Regions from separate parts of the Triticum aestivum genome. Here region 2 is linked to region 1. A link is a contact called in public Hi-C data. All regions are on one chromosome and are shown on one strand. The core of a region is the stretch at or near the end of the contact, and the rest is flanking DNA. Distances in the headings are between cores, read along the strand shown.

What was found. A called contact is a pair of places that touch in the nucleus more often than the background predicts.
Region 2: a contact with region 1 is called in a Hi-C map of leaf, with 6 times the contacts expected there. The contact joins the promoter of LOC123182357 here to the promoter of LOC123171042 in region 1. A contact is called at or near these places in 3 of 5 Hi-C or Micro-C datasets (all in leaf).

The regions. Positions count from the first base shown.
Region 1 is chr1D:397,939,491-397,946,360 of IWGSC CS RefSeq v2.1, reverse strand. LOC123171042 reads left to right here and starts at 5,549. Exons shown (of 4, transcript XM_044588712.1): 1 at 5,549-5,782; 2 at 5,875-6,105; 3 at 6,202-6,550; 4 at 6,639-6,870. The coding sequence starts at 5,731. The coding sequence ends at 6,374.
Region 2 is chr1D:398,169,054-398,175,562 of IWGSC CS RefSeq v2.1, reverse strand. LOC123182357 reads left to right here and starts at 4,859. Exons shown (of 2, transcript XM_044594896.1): 1 at 4,859-5,112.

The DNA of each region.
Region 1 (6,870 bases), core at 4,300-6,799:
CTGGTCCAGTCCTTGTCGATCAGCCCCGACCGCCTCCATTGATATTCGATAAGCCTTTCGGCTCAAGATGAGCCTCCCCTCAACTGTGTGTTGAGCTTTTGACCCATGTACACTTACGTTGTTTTGCGCCTTAGGGGAATGATAACATAACTACGCTGTCAAGTGTTAATGGGCTCGGCCCGTAGTCTCTCTTTTATTTTGTGCGGCAGGCCATGCGTTCTAGACAGTGTCCAACCGTTGTTCGGCTAATTTTTAGTCTCATCATGTTGTTGTTTGGAATATCTCCGCACTTTTATTTTTTTTAGAAAAACTATTAAACATGCATAATCATGTATATTCAATTGTTTGTCGGATTGCAAAGAATGTTGTATGAAATTTGATTAGAAAAATGTCTAGATCATGATTATGTTGTTTGCATCCATCTTTGACCTGCTTGGTATTTCCATTTAATTTTCATTAATGCCTTAATTAACTTATCTAATTTTCATTTAAGTACCAGTGGCGGGTCCTTTAGTCAGCTCTGAAAGAACATGCGGTGCCCCCATGTTTGGTTTTGGTAATTGATGACAATCTCTATGGACTAATGGTTGCCTTGAGTTATATTTGAAGGATTTGTCCATAGGCATTTCTTGAAGTTCATGTGTTGGTTTCAAGGAGTTTATGTGGTGACCAAGGTGTTATTAAGGAATTATCCAAAGATTGGTCATGTGAGAGTTGAGCTTATTGCAAGCATGTCTTGGAGAAGAAGATTGTGTGATCATTCATGTATATCTTCAAGACATCATCCAAATGAAGAGAGTTGAAAAGATTCAAGGTTGATCAAGACTAAGTCAAGAGTGAATCAACTTGATCAACTCACAAAGCGTAGAAGATGTACCGAGAGGGATCAAGCGATCCCATGGTGTGGTAAGCATTGTCAATTACGCTTTGTGTACTAACCCATGATCTTCGTGAGAGTTCTTTGTGGGGTTAGGTTGCGGTGTGCAAGTTCAAGTGAAGCATCATGAAGAGATCAAATGCTTGAAGCTTGCCGTCCATTGTGGTGACAATGGACTTGCGAAGATGTTGCGGTGTGCAAGTTCAAGTGAAGCATCATGAAGAGATCAAATGCTTGAAGCTTGCCGTCCATTGTGGTGACAATGGACTTTTGAAGATGTGCGGAAGGGTGGCTCACCCATAGTGGAGTATGGGGGAGCAATCAACTAGTCTTCATTGAGCCAACGCAATCAAGAAAGGTGATCCATCTTTAGGGAGTCAAGATCGTCATCATCTAGCTCAAGTGGACCATGTGCAAGGCAAAGGTTTGCTCTTGATAGGTTTTCTATTTTACCGGTCTCATGATGGTAGTTGGGAGACCGGGTTATAGGATCGATTGCCGTACTATCAAGGGGGGCTCTCGATGAGTAGCTTGATCGTATCGTTCATAGAGAGCTCAAACCATTGCATCCTTGCATCATCTTTATTGGTTCTTGTTTGGTTCTTCTCTTTGTGAGTTTTGGAGCTTATGGTCATCTTGATGACAAGCTCGAGTTCATCGAAAACGGAGTTCACTCACATCTTCTATGATGTTTTCGATGTTGGAGGTTATGCCGGTTCTTCTCGGTTGGAGGTTTCACTCCTCTATTTTGTTGGCATACCTTCCCTGCCTCGGTTGGGGCGCGGCATCGCGGTTGGAGGTTTCACTCCTCGGTTGGAGGTCTCGCTGTTTTGATGCTACTCGTCGTCTTGTATCCAACAAGCTTGAGTTTGCTCAATTCGGAGCTCATATGCAGAAGTTATGGCAGTTTTGGTTTCCCGTGGAGTATACTTGTTTTCGTGGAAGTGGCTTTAGGATGGTCCCAGCGGTAGTATCGCGGTACCCAGCGGTAGTACCGCTTAGGGGTCAGAAGCGGCAGTACCGCTCCGCAGCGGTAGTACCGCTGGTGGGTCCTCAGCAGTAGTACCGCTACGGTACTAGGCCCCTGCCGCGTCGACTCGAGGGGTCATTTTTCGTGTCGGATAGTGCGGTACTTCGCAGCGGCAGTAGGGCGGCAGTACCGCTCACGAGCGGTAGTACCGCCCAACCACCGCGGCAGTACCGCTCGGGTCTGTCACTCTCCTGCCTCCAGACTCCACGGTAGTACCGCCCAGGGGAGCGGTAGTACCGCTGCCTCCTGCGGTAGTACCGCCCTCTGCGGGGCTGTTTTGGGGGTAACAGTTGGATTGTTCCCCCCGCTATATAAGGGGGTCTTCTTTCCCATTCTACCTTATCTCTTGAGCTCGTGTTCTTCCCCCATTGTTGACCTTCTTCGAGCTTGCTAACTCTCAATCCCTCCATGGATTCTTGCTAGTTTTTGAGGAAAAAGAGAGAGGAGATCTAGATCCACATTTCCACCAATCACTTTCTCCTCTATGTGAGGGGAACCCCTTGGATCTAGATCTTGGAGTTCTTGGTGTTCTCCTTCTTGTTCTTCCTCTAATTTTCCTCCCTAGCATTAGTTGCTTCGGTGGGATTTGAGAGAGAAGGACTTGGGCACTATGTGTGCCCTTGCCATTGCATTTGGTGCATCGGTTTGGGTTCTCCACGGTGATACGTGGAAGTTACAAGTTGAGAAGCTTATTACTCTTGGGTGCTTGGTACCCTTGAGCTTGTTCCTCTTGGGTGCTTGGGCGCCCTAGACGGTTGGTGGTGTTCGGAGCTCAATCATTGTGGTGTAAAGCTCTGGGCAAGCGTCGGGGTCTCCAATTAGGTTGTGGAGATCGCCCCGAGCAATTTGACGGGTTCCGGTGACCACCCCCAAGGGTTGCCAAAGTGTACGGGTTCGGTGACCGCCCCCAAGGGTTGCCATTTGTACGGGTTCGGTAACCACCCTCAAGGGTCCCTTAGTGGAATCACGGCATCTTGCATTGTGCGAGGGCGTGAGGAGATTACGGTGGCCCTAGTGGCTTCTTGGGGAGCATTGTGCCTCCACACCGCTCCAAACGGAGATTAGCATCCGCAAGGGTGTGAACTTCGGGATACATCGTCATCTCCGCGTGCCTCGGTTATCTCTTATCCGAGCTCTTTACTTATGCACTTTACTTTGTGATAGCCATATTTCTTCTTGTCATATATCTTGCTATCACCTAGTAGTTTATCTTGCTTAGCATAAGTTGTTGGTGCACATAGGTGAGCCTAGTTGTTGTAGGTTTTGTGCTTGACAAATTAACCGCTAGGTTTATTCCGCATTTGTTCAAGCCTAAACCGTAATTATTTTAAATCGCCTATTCACCCCCCCTCTAGGCGACATCCTCGATCTTTCAAGCTCGCCACTGATGCGGGTACCGTAATAGCAAAGCGAGTGAAATATGCCTAAGGGAACCCCTCGGATATAGTTAGCATGATTTTTTTAGGGATAGCATGCCACTGAAAGCTATCTTTTTTGCTATCCCTGAAATCATGCTATCCCTGAAAAAAATCAAGCTTTGTACACTGTGTCCACGAAGTTGGCGGAATTATTAGAACTCAATAAGGTAGACGTGGCTTGTTTGCGGGAGCCAAAAAGCCCGAACTTTACACACAAATTTTACAGTGAGAGGCTTGTTCAAATGGTTCTATATCGGTAGATCCCTCTTTGGATGGCATTTGGTCCTTTTGGAAGAAAAAATAGTCGTTTCAACTGAGCGGGGCCAGTTACATAGATTAGGTCAAATTACTTGGTCGTTGGCCACTAATCGGAGACATCAGAGTGGGCAAACTTCCTATTTACCGCTTGATACCCAACTTATAGGTGTTTTTACAGTTTTTTTAGAAATAGGCATTTGTAAAGATGGCCTATACATACCCTCCCAGACCTCATAAGTAGGGAATGGGCCGGGCCATTCAATTTTTCTTCTCGCTCGCACCGTGTACATTTTTTGGAATTGTTTGCATTGCTTACCATATGTGTCACGTGGTCGTTCGCACCATGTACATAGCGTGCCTGCAGGTTTCAAGTGCCACAGGTATATCATGATTTTGGAAGCTTCTAGATACTTTCCAGCCTGGTTTTCTTCTGGTTATTTTTTCGGTTTTCCTTCTGGTTTTCATTTTATTTTATTTTCCTTTTTTCTTTTCTCTTCTTTTTTCAATCTTGTCAAAAAATTCTGAACCTATTAATTTTTTTGTCAAATTCATAACTTTTTTAGATCAAGGAATTTGTTTCAAATTTGTGAACTTTTTCAGTCTTTATTTTTTAAAAATTTCATGATCTTTTTCAAATATATTATTTTTTAAAATTTATGAACTTTTCAAATTCAGGAATATTTTTCAAATTAATGGATTTACTAATGCATTTTTTCTAAATTCATTACTTTTTTTCAAACGGTTGAGCTTTTTTAAAATTATTAAATTTATCCGAATTAATGATTTTTTTTGAAAAATCCTGATTTTTTTCTAACGCGTGATTTTTTTTTGTTCATGCACTCATTTTGTATTCGCGAACTTCTTCAAATTTAATATTTTTGAGAAGTCAACGGTGAGTGGTATTTTTTTAAATAATACATTCTTTTTATTAATTTTCATAAATATTATGCTGGATAAAAAAATTCAAAAATAATACACTGTCGGCCCGCTGCAGGCCGACTGGGTCTAGTCGGCCCACAGCAGGCCGATTGAGGCCCACTGTAGGCTGATTGGGTCCTGTCGGCCAGCTGTAGGCCGACTGGACCTAATTGGCTCACTATGGGCTAATTGTTTTTGCAAAAAAAGTAGGCATAAAAAATATATGTTTAAAGAAATATTAATTATGTAATTAAAAAATGTTAAACGTGTATAAAAAAATGTTCCTGATGTATACAAAAAATGTACATTTTTGTATAAATAAGGAACATTTTTTATACACACATTTAACAATTTTTAAATACATGCTTAACACTTTTTAAAACATATTTTTTATGTCAACTTTTTTGCATATATATTGTACATTTTTTGTATACATCAGGAACATTTTTTATACACGTTTAACGTTTTTTAATTACATAATTAACAATTTTGAAACATATTTTGTTATGCCTACTTTTTTTGCAAAAACAATTAGCCCACAGCGAGCTAATTAGCTCTAGTCGGCCCACACGGACCCAATCAGCCCACAGTGGGCCGACAGGGGCCAGTCGGCCAGCTGTAGGCCGACTGGAGTCCAATCGGCCTGCTGTGGGCCGACTAGGCCCAGTCGGCCTGCAGCGGGCCGACGGTGTATTATTTTTGAAAAAATTTTACCCAGCGTAATATTTATGAAAATTAATAAGAAAAATGTATTATTTAAAAAAAATTAGCTCAAAGCCAAAGGGTCGACCGAGCCAAACAACAACCATGAGTGAGCTAAGCTACCACTTGGAATAAATAAGCGGGTAGGTACCTGAAAAAACATTCAACGACTTGAGGATCTAAAAGAAAAGAGCGAGCTGAGCTATGGAGCAGTCGCACGTGCTTGATGGACCGGCCCAACAGAGCAGGCGCGTGAGCGCCGGCTGGCCCAGTGGCGCATAAGGCGCTGTATAGGACCTCTCGCAAAAACGAGTCTCACGCTGGAACGCTCCCATGACGAACCGAATCAGCACGTCCTCCGAACCCGATCCCCACGACGCCAACAGAACCCTCGCGCGGCGAATACCTCATCGGAGGACCTCCGGCTTGGATCGGTGGAAACCGAGGGGCTCCGCCTCGCCCATCACGGCGGGGCCTACCTTGACAGCGTCTGCGCGGACCTGTCCTACTTGGGATTGCCGTCGGACATGGGCGATGATCAGCGGGAGGAGAAGACGGAGTCCTGTTTCAATAACGGCGGTGAGTATATCGTTCGTTCTAGTGTATGTCACTTGATCAATTTGGGCCAACTAGTCAAGATCACGTACCAATTACTAGTATTCACTGCGCAGAATCACAACCGTGTGGAACTGAGCGTGACGACGTCTCTCTAGACGACATGCTCCATGATCATTGTGCTGTGAGCTGCCACTATGAATCTGAATCTGATATCTTCGGGGACTGGCCGCTCACGGGAGATCCAATTCTGTGGGATGACATCCGCTCAGAGAACAGCGACGTTTACGTCGCCCCGGAGTCCGATGAATGTGATAGGTTCGCAGACGTGAAAACAAATTGCCCAGGTAAATTTCTTTTTCCACTACTACCAAAAATAACATAAAACTCATTAGCAGTACAGTTAATTGACTGCCCATCCATCGATGCTACAAATTCTTCAGGGAGAAACATTCCCAGGCAGCAAGCAAAGAAAATGGACAACGCATGGCTAAGGAGCATCGCGGAACAGAACGAGAAATACGACGCGCGGTGCCAGGAGATTCTGCGCCAGAACGAGGATGCCGATCTCCCTCCTGTTCCACTAGATGTGTTCCCTGAGGGCTTGTTCGGTTGAGGTGGATTTGAAGGGGATTGAGGGGGAATTAATCCCCTGCAAGCCAAAATCCCTGCAAATCCCCTCCAATCCACCTGGGGTTGGGATTAACCGAACAAAGCCTGAGGCAACAGGTTTATGCGTGGAAAGAGGTTGCTGCCACCACATTGAATACATGACCCATGACACTTCCACCAGTAAGGCTGTGTCCAAGCTTGTATTTATCTACACTTGATGTATATATTTCGTTTACTAACTTATTACTCTTATTTTCTACATTTGCAGCTAATTCAGATCTCGGATATAGCGGACCAGACTGATGCTACAGATATTTTCTCTGCGTTTATCAAGCTTCTCTGCATCCTATTCTTACCCCATCAATTTCTATGGAGTATTCGCTGTTCGGGATGTACTGGAGCCTCTGCGGAACCATGTCTTCAACCGTTCCAGAGATGACCCACTGTTGACCGGGTAATCAAGGCTTGTTTGTTTTCAAAATGGAAGAATTATGTTCAAG
Region 2 (6,509 bases), core at 3,610-6,109, 230 kb before region 1:
ACACCCCACAGAAGAAGTCCACGTATATGGATGCGCATGAAGCCCACAAACTCAGCATAGTTTGTGCCATCAAAGATCACCGAACAGCGAGGGACAACAACATAGCCCGAGGAGGACATGACGAACTTGCTGTCTTTTTTTGAGTCAACGGCCTGAACCCGATCTAGATCGAGCGAAGCGGGCAGGAGCGCTCACGCTCAGGCGCGAGGCAGGATCGGGAGACCAGATCGAGGGACGCAGCCTCAAGAGGTGCAGCCAGCAGGAGCGGCTCCAAACCAGGGCCATACCGGAGCGGAGCAGCGGCCACAGCAGCCGAACAGGGCGGGCAGACAAGGCGACGGCCGGACGAGACGGGCCGGGCTGGGCGGCGACCAGAGGAAGCAGGCCGGACTGAGCAGCGGCCGTACTCGGCGGCGGCCGGGCAGGGCGTGGCCGAACGGGGGAGGAGGCTGCAGCGGCATGACGGAGCAGCTGCTGGACGGAGAGGCAGCAGAGCCGGGTCGGGCCAGGGACTGGGCAGGAGACGGCCGGAGAAGCAGCGGCCGGAGACAGGCAGGCTAGGAACGAGGAGCATGGAGTTGCATCGTACGGGAAGCTAGCCTAGGATCTGATACCATGTTGGATAATCAGCAACTAGTATTCACTGAGGGCCAAAAGCCATTACATATACATGTGTGGTGAAGTGCAGAAAACCCCTTATACAATGGGGATATACCGAAAAGGGACTATACACATCTAACAGAACTAACTACACAAACTCTGACAGATTTCTTGCGGTTAAGTTAGAAGTGAAGAACAATTGTTGGCGTGGTATTATGTGATTTAACCCCTTTTCGTACACACACACACTATCTTTATGTAAGACATGTGTCAAAAATTCAGCACCTCAATCTGTTTGCTTTTAGTTGTCAAGTTAGTTATGATGACTGCAATTGTGCCGTATGACGAATATCCATGTCACCTCAAAATTTTGTAAATTATATACTCCCTCCGTCCGGAAATACTTGTCGGAAAAATGGATGTATCTAGATGTATTTTAGTTCTAGATGCATCTATTTTTATCCATTTCTCCGACGAGTATTTTCGGACGGAGGGAGTATATCCTATGAGGTAAGTCATCATCCAATGCTTTGAAATGCCTATTAGGGTGTGACTTAGTGAAATAATTTGACGTAGAATTGCTCTTTTCTGATCAAGGTCGTTTGTACTCCACCCCTTTTTTAATCTAGTTATAATTGCTAAATCTAAATTTGTTGCAGTAAATTTCAAATGACATAAAGAACTTCAGATTTGACTGAGTTAGACCATCCTATGTCACTCCCTCCGTCTTATAATATAAGTTTTTGACACTACACTAGTGTCAAGAACACTCTTATATTATGGGACGGAGGGAGTAATATGCAAATTTGTTATATAGATACTAAGGTGACATAATTATTTAGTGTGTTATTTCAGATTATCTCCATTCTAAGTTTCTGTAGTAGAATAGAAATTTTAATAAAATATCACGTGATGAAGATTGCTGTGTCTTGCGTGAAGCAGCACCGAGGTGGGAAGTAGCACAAGTCAAGGAGCAGTACTCCGGCCGGTAGCTCCTATGAAGCTTACCATCCCATGGATGAGGTGGGTTAGATTAAATTCATGATTTCCTTCTCTTTCTCATGCTCAGATCTGCCTTTGTTCTGTCTAATGTGGTGCGTCATTTATTTACTTTTTGAGTAAAAATAAACAACATGATAAGATTAGCAGAAGGCAGTCCAATTGATTGGTTTATGGTCAGAGATCTATAGAATTATTCTTCTCCATGGTACAAATGGGAACAAGACAAACTGGCAATATCAGTATGTGAAATTGTGAATAATAGCTTCCCAAGGAGTGAGATCCAAAGATCGTTGGTATGAGAGTGTTGCACCATTTCTAGCAGAAAAACATGTATCAGTCACCATTTCTAGAAAATTATTGGACCATATAAACTAATCATCGCACGTGAAAGCATTAATTTTAGATGAACAGATGAGCAGTCGAAGAGCGTTTGCGAGATTCGCAGGTGCTGCTACCTTGCTGGGGAGGGAAAGACACTCTGGACAGGGTAGTGGTCGTCCGTGAAGGCGATGGAGCCGTGTGTGAGAAATCAGTAGTCAGGTCAATGTAATAGCTCAATCGGCCAGATGGTAATTTTGCAAACGGAACATATCCGCATTAATATTTCTTAGGTAGCATCCGGAATGAAATAATATGATAGAAACAATTACTTCCTTCGTTCCTAAATATTTGTCTTTCTAGAGATTTCAACAAGTGACTACATACGGAGCAAAATGAGTTAATCTACACTAAAAGATGTCTATATACATTCGTATGTGGTAGTCCATTTGAAATCTCTAAAAAGACAAATATTTAGAAACGGAAGGAGTATATGAGAAAATTGTCTTTGCTAAGCAAGGCTTTTGGAATCTATAACCCTAATAGAGCAAGGAAATGAGCCACAGAAATGTTGTGCATCATGAGTTTCTGAATAGTGTATATGTAAATGGCAAAACTTACCGTGTTAATCCCAAATAGATGATTGCAGCACCTGAAACTGAAAGCAAAATTACTCTGGGTTTGGCCTCTCCAACACAGCGATGACGATTACGGTATTCTGATCCTACATACTCCCTCCGTCCGAAAAAGCTTGTCCCAAGCTTGTAGCAGTGCTAGATACATCCATTTGAGGGACAAGTTTTTTTCAGACAAAGGGAGTGGAACTTAATATACTTTGTCCGGCTGATTGGGGAATCAAAGCTGCAAATTATATACAAGATAAAATTCAGAGATGTCTTGGATTCATGAACTATATACCAAATAAAAAGCCCTTTCTTTTCACCTGAAAAGAGCTTACCAACATAACAATCAACAATGACGTATAGAGGGGAATCTTCTCAAACTTGTACAGAAGGGAGGAAATGCAAAAGGAAATAACATATACTTTATGCATTGCAACGACACAATATTCCAAGCCCATGGCGTGAGTCGCTTTAGACATTTCAAACCGATGTGTCGAACAGAATGTGTAGCAACAGTTTGACCAGTAAAACACCTAGACTCATCGGTTCAATCACCGTTCCGGTTTTTTAAAGAGGTAATATCACAGGTGGTGCTTAAACTTGTCACCGATTTTCACTTTAGTGCCTGAAGTTGAAAAATACACCGAACTGGTTTTAAAACTTGGCACGAGCGTGCAAATACAGTGCTAATTCTATTAATAGACGTGTTTTTACGCTGATGTAGCACCGTAGTTCGCTTAGCATGCACAGACAACCTCGCCCTAGGAAAGAACCAGTATGCCATACATTTTCTCGTTCCTGTTAATGAAAACAGATCCTTTTTCTTAGAATAACGAAAACATTTCCTATTTTTTTAGATAAGAAAGAAGAGACACGTACGTGGGTTTTAATCGGCTCAGCAGTGCAGCCCAGTTTGCGCATCTTAGTTTCATTTAGAAATTTGTAAAAAAGTTTCTAAATTATAATCACAGTAATAAAAATATTCACATATTTGTTTTAAACGTATCATATAAATAAAATGGTATTTCTGATTATAAAAATGGCTGTACAATTTAGAATTATATAAATATTTTCTATACTACAATTCATGAATATTATTTTAACTACATAAACCTTTTAATAGTTACATGTACATTTTTACAATTCATATTATTTAAGAATTTTTCAACAATGTAAAATGTTCATAAATATCCAAAATTAAAATTTCAGTTTATGAAAAATATTCACTACTGACTATATTTTAATTATAAATTTTTTTGAATATATGACACGATGAAAGTTATACACATGTTTCTCGCAAAAAAAGAAATTTATACACATGTGAATATTAATAAAAAAAAATCTACCTATAACATTTTTTTTCATTTAAGCATAAGCCAAGCATGCATAATCTTTTGGAATTTACTCAAAAAATTAAGTTTTTTATAATTATTTTTTCATATACTGAACAATTTAGAAAATTTATTTACGAAAAGCTTTAACTATAAATCACAGGTAAATTGCTGACTATTTTTTTAAATTACATGAACATTTTAGTTATTTAATTTATATGTATTTATAAAAAATTTGAAGCACAAAAATTTGAAATGTATTTTTATTACTGTGATTATAATTTACAGTTATTTTTTACAAATTTCTAAATCAAACTAACATGCGCAAACTGGGCTGCACTGCAGCAGGCCATTAAAACCCGCGAACGTGTTTCTTTATCTAACAAAATAGGAAATGTTTTCATTATTCTAAAAAAAGATCTGTTTTCATTAACATGCACGAGAAAACGTATGGCGTACTGGCCAGTAGTTCCAGTTTGCTAGGGCGAGGTTGTCTGTGCATGCTAAGCGAACTACGGTGCCACGTCAGCGTAAAAACGTCTACTAATGAGATTAGCACCGTATTTGCACGCTCGTGCCAAGTTTTGAAACCAGTTCGGTGTATTTTTCAACTTCAGGCACTAAAGTGAACATCGGTGGCAAGTTTAAGCACCACCTGTGATATTACCTCTTTTTTAAACTATATGCTCCCACGAGCCCTTGGCACTTTCTTCACCATAATCTAACTTTTCCTAGCCCTAAGAAAATAACCTTTCCTCGACGTACTGCATGAGCACAGGACTTCAATAACCGAAAGAAATGCAACAGCTGAACGGTTTACACCTAACCCATCCATAAAGCTCAGAGAGAGAGAGACAGCCAACAAAAAAATTCCAGAGAGAAAAATGGGGCTTACGCGTCCCGTCGGCGTCGCTGGAGGAGCGCGTTCCCACGACAGGCGTTGAACGGCTCTTTTCTCGCCGTTACCCTCGCCGTCGCCGTGCCGCGGCTGTGCCTCGCATCACAGGCAGCCAGCGGAAACGCGTGCGCGTAACGGCGAACCGAAGGGCCGTCCGTCCGTCCGTCATGTGGACTCTTCCCTCCCCACGGCGGCTACGCGTCCCTCCCCAACCTCCCTATCCCCCACGAGCACACCAGACCAAACCCTCCGCGCTGTCTTTCCTTCCAGCCTAGCCGACACGGTGGCGGCGGCGGCGGCGGGAGGAAGGCAAGGATCCGCGCCTTTGCTTGAGCGCCAGGTGAGCGCTCCTCCCCCCTCTCCTCTGCTCCGTGCCGCTCTCATGGATCTGGGTCAATCCGACGCGCCGTCCCTCTGATTTGGTTGCGCTTGTTTGCTTGCTCCCGCGGTTTCCGCTTTCGCCGTAGCAGTAAGCCGGTGCTGCTCCCGCCGCCGCCTCCCCATCCCCGCTAGGCAGCCCCGAGCCGAGCACGCGGACTGCGCCCGCTGGCGCCCGCCGCGGAGCTGCCCGTAGCAGCCAGGTCGGTTTGTTGGACAAGTGGTGGTTTTGACTTATCTAATACGGAGTATTTAGCATTCGGCTTGGCTTGATTCAGAAGCATGCACGAGCTATTTCCCATTTGGTAATTCATTCATTCACTAAATAGCTAGATTTTTTTCTTGTGCGTTGTACTATGTTTAGACTTCCCTTTGTTTCTGGCATGTGAGCGCCTTCTGGTTATCGATGTGGTATAGCATTTTTGTACTCACTCATTCCGACGTTCTAATAAATCCAAGGGTCGAGTTATTTAACCGTGTTACAGCTTCCGATTGATTCACATAGATAAAATATGCGTGAGTTTTGATAGCAACAGCTGTTGAATCATACTCCCTCCGTTCCTAAATATAAGTCTTTATAGGGATTTCACTATGGATCACATACGAATGTATAGATGCATTTAGAGTGTAGATTCACTCATTTTGGTACGTATGTAGTCCATAGAGGAATCTCTACAAAGACTTACATTTAGGAACGGAGGGAGTACGTTTTATAAGATTTTCCCATGGTAAGCGGTACCAAAAGCATGGCACAAGATTAAGATGTTAGGATTGATCATAATGCATTAGACAATATGAACTCAAAGATATCATACAGAGGCACAAGCTATTAGGAGATTTGTACCAACACAACTACTTAAAGCATCTCGAATTCTAGATACAGCTATAAATCCGAGCCAGTGGGGGTACCTACCTACTGCACTCATAAAACTGCAACATTATAGAATGATGTGGGTGGTGTTTATAGAAAAGCTTATGCAGAGTAAGTAATGCTTGTATATGATTTGTTCTTCATGCTGCTTGAACTCTATCCCCGGCCGATTTGCGATGTATCTGACTAGTGCCTACTTGCTACATGTATTTGTTGTTGCTGTTAGCAGCTGACATTTTATATAGTAGCACAAAAATCTGTTGGGAAAGCAATTCGGATTTCATGGAGGTTTGAGATGTTGATTTTTATGGTGTTCACCTTAGATAGACAATGCCCCTAATGATGGACCATGGCTGTGCTGTTGGTAATCAACCCCTCTTATTCTTCAGGGTCATATTTTAAGGTTTTTATGCCCTTTGGTTTTGCTATAATAACTATAGCCAGTGATTGGTGCCTTGTCTGATTGAGAAAGATTTTTATGGTGTTCA